Linked DNA regions of Danio rerio: region 2 is linked to region 1. A link is a contact called in public Hi-C data. All regions are on one chromosome and are shown on one strand. The core of a region is the stretch at or near the end of the contact, and the rest is flanking DNA. Distances in the headings are between cores, read along the strand shown. Region 1 holds the start of abi2b (abl-interactor 2b). Region 2 overlaps itm2ba (integral membrane protein 2Ba).

Region 1 (4,106 bases), core at 1,493-3,992:
TGAAAACCCCTGGTGTAATATATTAGGGCCTAATATATATACTACATACACAAATATATTATTGTATAGCATACAGTATTGAGGTAAAGTTGGTTTTATGTTCACAGATTCTGACATTCTCCTTAAAAATGTAATTTCAGAAAAGTTTTATTTGCATTTTGCGTGTTTCCTCTGAGTGCTACAGTTTACCCCACAGTCCAAAGACATGCGCTGTAGGTAATCTGAATAAAGTAAACTGGTGGTAGTGTATGTGTGTATGGATGTTTCCCAGTACTGGGTTTCAGCTGGAAGGGCATCCGCTGTGTTAAACATATGCTGTATAAGTTGGCCGTTCATTCCGATGTGGCAACCCCTGTTGAATAAAGAGACTGAGTCGAAGGAAAATGAATGAATGAATATTATTTGCAAATTTTGAATGGGGAAATCATATTAGCAGCCAATGACTATCAAGGGGGGGGGGGTGTACATATTAATGTTGAACACTTTATTTATTATAGGGTCTAATCATGCTGATGGTGAGTAAATGATGAGCAGATTCATACTACTTAACTATTCTCTCTCTGGCTGTTTTGTTTCTCTGTGTAGATTTGCATACACAGTGGCCACAGTGCTGCTCAGCACACTGGTGCGCAGGTTGAGAATGCACAGGGTGGACGGGCAGGTGGTTGAGGCCCGGTATGAGCTGGTGACCACACCCAAAGATGACACCTGGATCACGGTCAGCAAGAGAAACTGAACCACTCCAACATCCATGAAACAGCGCCCTCTGGAGGATGGGAATTACACATGAATGATCACATGGTTTACATGCAGTGTGGTTGAGCAATTTATAAGATCAAAGCAATGTCCAGGTTATTAACACTATTCGCCACAGTTTTTAGAGCTTCATTCTTTTGAAGTGCTTTGGACAACAACATTCCAGAAATGATCAGTGTTTAACTGCAATTTTCTATACTAATAAAAAAAGAAGTGTGCTTCTGTCAGTTTATGCCTGTCTATCAGTCTAGCTATTACTTATATTTGTCTATCTATCCATCTATTCATTCATCCTCTCTCGATGGATTAGTCAGTCTATGTCCAACCATCTATCTATCTATCTATCTATCTATCTATCTATCTATCTATCTATCTATCTATCTATCTATCTATCTATCTATCTATCTATCTATCTATCTGTCTGTCTGTCTGTCTGTCTGTCTGTCTGTCTGTCTGTCTGTCTGTCTGTCTATCTATTTTTCATCTATTTATCTTGCCTAATTCTTTCTAGCCATCATCCTTCCATCTATTTGTCCTTTTTATTTTGCCTAATTCTATCCATCCATCAAGCATCCATCTATTCGTTTATCCATTTGTCCATCTATTAATTTTGCCTAATTTAGTCTCTATCTATCTATCTATCTATCTATCTATCTATCTATCTATCTATCTATCTATCTATCTATCTATCTATCTATCTATCTATCTAATTATCTATCTATCTGCCTAATTCTATAAATCAGTTTATTTGTCCGTCTATCAATCTTGCCTAATTCCATCCATCCGTCTATTTAACTATTTGTCCATCTATTTATTCATCCTAATTCTATCCATTTATCCATCTATGTCCTATTTATTTTGCCTAATTCTTTCTTTCTATCTATCCATCTATCCTAATCTAGCCTAATTCCATCCATCCGTCCATCCATTTGTCCTATTTATCTTGCCTAATTCTTTCTATCTGTCCATCCATCCATCCATCTATTTATCTTGCCTAATTCCATCCATCCATTTGTCCTATTTATCTTGCCTATCTATCTATCTATCTATCTATCTATCTATCTATCTATCTATCTATCTATCTATCTATCTATCTATCTATCTATCTATCTATCTATCTATCTATCTATCTCTCTCTCATCTATTTGTCTGTGTGTTTGTTTATCCGTTTATCTATTTGTCATCTATTTATTTTGCCTAATTCCATCCATCCATCCATCCATCCATCCATCTATCCATCTATTAGTTTATCCATTTGTCCGTCTATCAATCTTGCCTAATTCCATTTATCCATCTGTTTAACCATTTGTCCATTTATTTATTCTTCTTAATTCTATCCACCTATCCATCATCCATTTGTCCTATTTATCTTGCCTAATTCTTTTCATCCATCCATCCATCCATCATTTATCTTTCCTAATTCCATCCATCCATCCATGTGTCCTATTTATTTTGCCTAATTCTATCCATCCACTCATTTATCTATTTGTCTATCTTTCCTAATTCTATCTATCTATCTATCTATCTATCTATCTATCTATCTATCTATCTATCTATCTATCTATCTATCTATCTATCTATCTATCTTCCTGTCTATTTATCTTGCCTAATGTTATCCATCCATCTAATGGTCCATTTCAGTGGATTTTTCTATATATCTATTGTGTTTGTCTGTCCATTTATATGTCTGTAAGTCATTTTGTCCATCTATTTATCAATCTATCTGCTCATTTATCTGTAAATATTGTGGCCAGATGATTTGGCCTAAACCATTTTCATGTTGGAGCATCATAACTATCCACAAAATGACACAGGGGGGACAGTGAGAGGAATAGAACGAAACGTATAGGGGAGGAGGAAATATTTTTGAGTGTGTGTAAAAGAGAGAGAGAGAGAGAGAGAGGGTTAGTGTGGTGGTGTTTTCCTCCTGCATGCATCAGTGAGGGAGAGGGAGTGTGATGGTGGTGTTTTCCTCCTGCATGCATCAGTAAAATGTGAAGATGGCGGAGCTGCAGATGCTGCTGGAAGAGGAGATTCCTGCTGGTCGAGGAGCTTTGCTGGACAGCTACGCCAACCTAGAGAGAGTCGCCGAGTACTGCGAGAGCAACTACATACAGGTGACAACATTAAACGCCGTACAAATATTCGAGATACGCGCAAAAAATGACAAGAGAGATGAATGATCCGACAGCTTGTGTTTTCGAGTTACGGTAAAACGAAATGGACTAAATTCAACACATGTCGTTGCCGCATTTAAATCATTATGGTTTATAATGTTCGAAAGCATCATCTAACACATTTTTTGGGCGTTTGAGAGCCATGTTCACTGTTTTTGTACAGAAATGGGGCCTCAAACGCTGAGCTAATAAGCTAACGCGCTAATCGAAGCGAAACCAATGTGTAAACCTCAAATGTATCACACAAAAACGGTTTATTTATTTTACCTTTAACTTACGTTTAATACAAACGAACCCCTACTGCACTTTTGTGATTATTAATGGTTAACAGTTATATTATTTAAAGCGGTATATTTATGAGTAAATCTCTATGAAAACATTTATGTGTTTTTGAAGTTAGCTTCGCTGCTAAATGCTGAAAGCTTATGTGCAGTGTTTTTAACTTAATAAATGTGCTGTTTTTATTTCAAATGTTTCTTAAATTTGTGGTTTTACCCCCTTTTTATTAATAGAGTGTTGTTTAGGGTTGTACATGGTCGATAGAGATGTGTGGATGATGTTATGTTAGGAGGATATTTTTTGGTAAGGTTACGTTACTATCGCGATTAATCGATGCAGTTTACTTCTACTCCGATATCTTTTTATACATGCATACAGTTTCGGCTGCATTGTTACAATAACTAGTTTGTAATATATGTTGGTTTATATAAGGGGTCACCAATCTCGGTCCTGGAGGACCTGTGTCCCTGCAGGGTTTAGCTCCAACTTGCCTCAACACACCCACACCTGCCTGGATGATTCAAGTATACCTAGTTAGTAAGACCTTGATTAGCTTGTTCAAGTGTGTTTGATTAGGGTTGTAGCTAAAATCTGCTGGACACCGGCCCTCCAGGAACAAGTTTGGTGACCACTGGTCTATATAGTCATGCTGTGATAGACAAATTAAATAACTGTGATAGACAAATTAAATAATTAAAGACCTTTTAACGCCAGTCTCTGAATAAATACTTACGGGTCATCAACAAGCTATAAATCTGTGTAATTTTTATTTCCCACCTACCATGTGTTTCAGAGAAAATTATATAATTTATAAAAAAAGTTTTTAAATTTAACATTAATTTCAAGTTAAACAATAATAGTATATTCTGACGTTGGTTTTTAATAAGACTTAAA
Region 2 (4,344 bases), core at 235-2,734, 42 kb after region 1:
TGTGCAGGTATAGTGTGTCCACTGTCATATTGAGTTAATATAAACACAATAAGTCTTTAAAAAAAAAAAAAAAATCATGTTGAAATAGACCCCAAATCCCAGTGATTTTGAGGCCCTCCGCCCACTGAATTGATCGACAGGCGCCATGTTTCTATAATACCATGTATACTCTCGTCCACAGAACATTCTTGTTTTTGCAAATAAACTGGGATTAAAATGTTACAACTTTTTTAAATGTTTATTAATTTTAAAAAGTTTTTTACATGGAGCATGTTTGTAATAAAGAGAGTAAAATCCCAATATAAACAGACTCTGGAGGCTACAATAAATGATCTGAATTGTATTTTGAGCTGAAACGTTAAGACGCATTCTGGAGAAACTGTAGAAAGTCTTAACCTACATCTTGTAAAAGGGGTAAAATAGGTGACCTTTTAATAAATAGTTAATCTTTAGTCTAATCTGTTTTATCAACACCTTTTCTATATTCATTTGACCAAAAAATTAAATTTTTAGAATATGAAAACTTTCATTTCTCTTCCCCCTTTTGAGTTTACACAAAAACCTTGAGTACTTCTTCTGCAGAAAAAAACAGCAACAAGCAAAATGAGTGGTCAATTTTTTTATTAGTAGCAATATGTTTAACATTAAAACCTTTTGGGTTATGTGCAAAGTATAAATCATCCCACCTCATGTTGAACTGGTATTTTTTAGTAAATTTCAACAACCTTTACAGAATTCGTCCATCAGTTTACACCCAATGCCTCGGCAGTCCCTAAATGACATAAAAGTTACACATTTGATTAGTCTGTATTTTGACGTATGCTTTACTTCTTCTGGATATTGTGCTAAGATTAAAAAAAAAAAAAAAAAAAAAAAAGAAGCCAAACAGAAGTTTTGCGTCCTCTAGATCGCTTATTTCTCTACTATAGGACGTGATGTAGCAGTGTATTAACTTACAGCAGAGCGAAATCTGGCTTTTGAAACAACAAGCTAGGCTTAAAGTGTGACTAGTACAAAAATCCATTATATGTTTATTCTTACATTGGCCGTATATCACAAATCTCTCATCAAATATATTTCCCCAGTATATAATCTGGTATCTGTGACGGTTCACAGTTTTTAAACGCACACTAAACATTTAGTGCATCTTTTATAGATTTCATTGCTCTTTTTTTCGTCCTTTCCTTTAATATGCTATTTACGCTCGATATACCACACACCCTGTTGGAGACTTTAAACTCCCCGCGAAACAGAAACCCAGACACACACACACACACGAAAAAAAAAAAAAACATTTACTAAGAGAGAGAAACTGGTCCAAATGTTTGCCTACACAGATATCTCTACACAGAATATTGCTCTTGGCGTTCAGTCACATTCTCTCTCTCTCTCTCTGTCGTTTTGATTGTTGCTATACAGAGAAACTCAGAGCTCACGCACACACATACACTCTCACACACACACACAAACGGGGGAAACAGGAAGAGGTTTAATAGAAGGACAGGAAGGGTCAGAGTGGAATTTGTCAGTGGTTAAGCCGGCGCTGTCCACTGCTCTACTGCTCACAGATCAGAGTCTCCACCACAAACTTGTTCTCAAAGTGGAGGATCTTGTGGCAGTTCAGAGCCTCTCTCTTCTGGATGCCTGCAAAAAAACAAGAGTAATATTGTAAGGTGAATGTATGTAAAAACAAACAAACGAAAAACAAACAAAATGATTATTTAAAAAAAATTAAGATTTTTTTTTGTATAAAAATATAATAGTTTTGTATTATAAATAGTAATTATACTAACATACTGATATGAAGCTCCAGAAAATATACACAATTTTAAATAAAAAAAAACTAACTAACTGCAATGGTACGTTCACACCAGACGCGGATAAAGCGTTAAGCGTCATCCTACGGCGCTATTCGCGTGAATGAGGCGGCGCGAATGATGTGAATCGAGCTTGTGGACTCTTGACATGCTTAACGTAATCACGAGAGTTGAAAAATCAGACATTATATTTGTCACTAGAAAATTCATAAACAGGCAAAAATCACATGGAAAAATTACAAAAGGGTCAAAAGTTGACAAAAATGATTCGCATGGTTTCTGCTACATTCATTCGTTCATGGCGGGGCGCCACGACAAAATTCATCCCGCCACGGCTACATTTTAGCTTCTCATTCAAAACATTTAATTTTTTTAATAGCGGGTAATAATCGCACCAAAACGTATTAAAAGATGATTGAATTATAACAGCGCAAACTTCTCTGTAACCGTAGTAGTGCTGTGCATTATTTGTTTACCCCGTTAAGGTTACTTGCTGACAGATTGATTGACTGACAGGTTCACTTTACTTCAGGACACATTAATATCGCCCTGTAGGCCTATTAGAGACATTCATAAATATTCCTATGAAATCTAATAAATGTTGGAGACATACTCGTTACATAAACGCACTAAATCGGCAGCGTTTATTTGAGAGCGCACAAGAAGATCTGCACGCTCTTGGAAGAGGCTTATATTTGAGGGGGCGTGTTTTGTGCACGAGCAGAGGAAATCGGCGCGCAAGCAAAGAGATCCGCGTGCTGTAGGGTAGGCTATTACATAAATGCGATCTCGCCTTCTAATACTGCGCTCACAACATTTGTCATTAAAATAACGCCACAGGTAGTTGGTAGATCAGAGTAAAAAAAAGGCCTGCCGCCACAGCTGGAAAAAATCCTAGAGGAAACACTGATTCATATATTGTTCAAAACTCACTTGTAAGTTCAAAACAACAACAAAAAGTTATAAAAACAACCCAACAAAATTCATAGAAAATCTAAAGCTCACTAGGACAATTAATAAATTTATATAAAAGTATATCATATATTTGCCAAAACTAAATTAATTTTTTTTTTTAAATGCATAAAAAGATGTTCCATTATACCCAAAACAACCCCCAAAAAATCATAAAAAGTCCAAAACTTACTAGTAAAAAAATGCAAACCAGCAAACTAATGTTTTACTTTCAGTTTTCAAGTTAAGACAAGCACAACGCCAGTCTTGCCACAATTCTGGTCAAACAAGTTTGTGCGTTTACCCAAAACGGTCTCTCTGCGCTCCAGTTTGTAAGTGTCTCTCCCTCTGCACAGGCCATGGATGAAGTAACCCAGCTCATCCACATGCTCCACTTTCCCAGTCACCATCATCTGCTCACGAACCAGGTAGGACTGCGGCAGGTATGTTCCAGCCTGCAGACACAGTTACACTCTCATGCTTGATCATCGTACTACTGCTGAAAAGCCTAGACAACATTTGGCCACTGTTTAAATGTCTAGTTAGACAGCTCCAGAAGTTCAAGAAGAGCAAATGATGTTCCAATATAAGATACCTTGATGTTGACCAGAAGCTCCAGAAAGTCTTTGGGAGGCATCACGACGGAGGTGTTGAGAGGGATGACGTAGCATTTGTTCAGGCGCAGATCCAGATAGGCTGTCAGTCTCTAAAGCAGACAGGAAAAACAGGGATTTTACCGTTTTTGTATAGGTCATTTATTTTGTGGAATCAGATGAAGCAATTATGTTAATGTGTGCGTAAATAAGCTTCTGCTGATATCAAATTTTCTTGCTGTGATTAACTGCTGAAGCGTTTTTTTAGCTTTATCTTTTTTATAAATAAAATAAATAAATAAAAATAAATAAAACAAAAAAAAAATGCTTTATTGTATATACATCTTCAAAGTAAATACATGTTTTTGTTTCAAGAGTTTGCACTTAGCTGATGAATGAATATAAAGCTTGTTTGGCATGCTGTCATGGGAGACAACCCTGATAAGATCCTCAAGCCCTGGGCTCTCTCCCGTTAGCAGGGCGAGAGGGGAGTTTAAGCTCAGATGACAGATAAAGAGATGGCTATAGGGAAAATACAGCTAACTAAGAGCTTGACTATGGTGCCAATTTAGTATCGCATGTTCTTAGACTGTGTGGGAGGAAACTGGGGAACCCCACGCAAGCACAGGGAGAACGAGTAAACTCCGTGCAGAAATGTCGACTGGTCAGTGGGGACTTTAACCGGTGACATTCTTGCTGTGAGGTGACAGTGCTAATCACTGGGCTGCCGTGTCACCCAATCTAGAAAAGAAGGTGGGAGGGGGGATTCTTCAAAACGAAGATACTGTGGTAAGAAACTCTGGTTATTTATAGTGAACTAGGAATCGTCTGATTGGTTGAATCATGTGTTAGCTAATGCGGACCAGCCATGGTCAATCATAAGTATGTGATCCTCTCGAAAATAGTTTAAAAATAAATTTCACTTAATCAAATTAAACTGCAAAAGGAAGACACAGTACAAAGACTAAATCAATGATAAAAAC

Evidence for each region. A called contact is a pair of places that touch in the nucleus more often than the background predicts.
Region 2: a Hi-C map of an unstated tissue shows a contact between it and region 1, with 1.7 times the contacts expected there. The contact joins the enhancer-like site here to the promoter of abi2b in region 1. A contact is called at or near these places in 3 of 18 Hi-C or Micro-C datasets (caudal fin, hematopoietic stem cells and an unstated tissue).

The regions. Positions count from the first base shown.
Region 1 is chr6:10,930,754-10,934,859 of GRCz12tu, forward strand. It overlaps abi2b (abl-interactor 2b), which reads left to right and starts at 2,743. Exons shown (of 9, transcript NM_001045297.1): 1 at 2,743-2,873. The coding sequence starts at 2,757. cyp20a1 (cytochrome P450, family 20, subfamily A, polypeptide 1) reads left to right here. Exons shown (of 13, transcript NM_213332.2): 13 at 586-983. The coding sequence ends at 736.
Region 2 is chr6:10,974,182-10,978,525 of GRCz12tu, forward strand. It overlaps itm2ba (integral membrane protein 2Ba), which reads right to left. Exons shown (of 6, transcript NM_199646.1): 4 at 3,364-3,474; 5 at 3,073-3,223; 6 at 605-1,644. The coding sequence ends at 1,556. Among named protein-coding and RNA genes, the nearest start is that of itm2ba, 11 kb to the right of the region's middle. Within about 2 kb of position 1,485, at least 15 of the 62 cell types and tissues checked have an H3K27ac peak or open chromatin away from gene starts, as enhancers often do. A contact at or near this core is called in caudal fin, where this site is marked.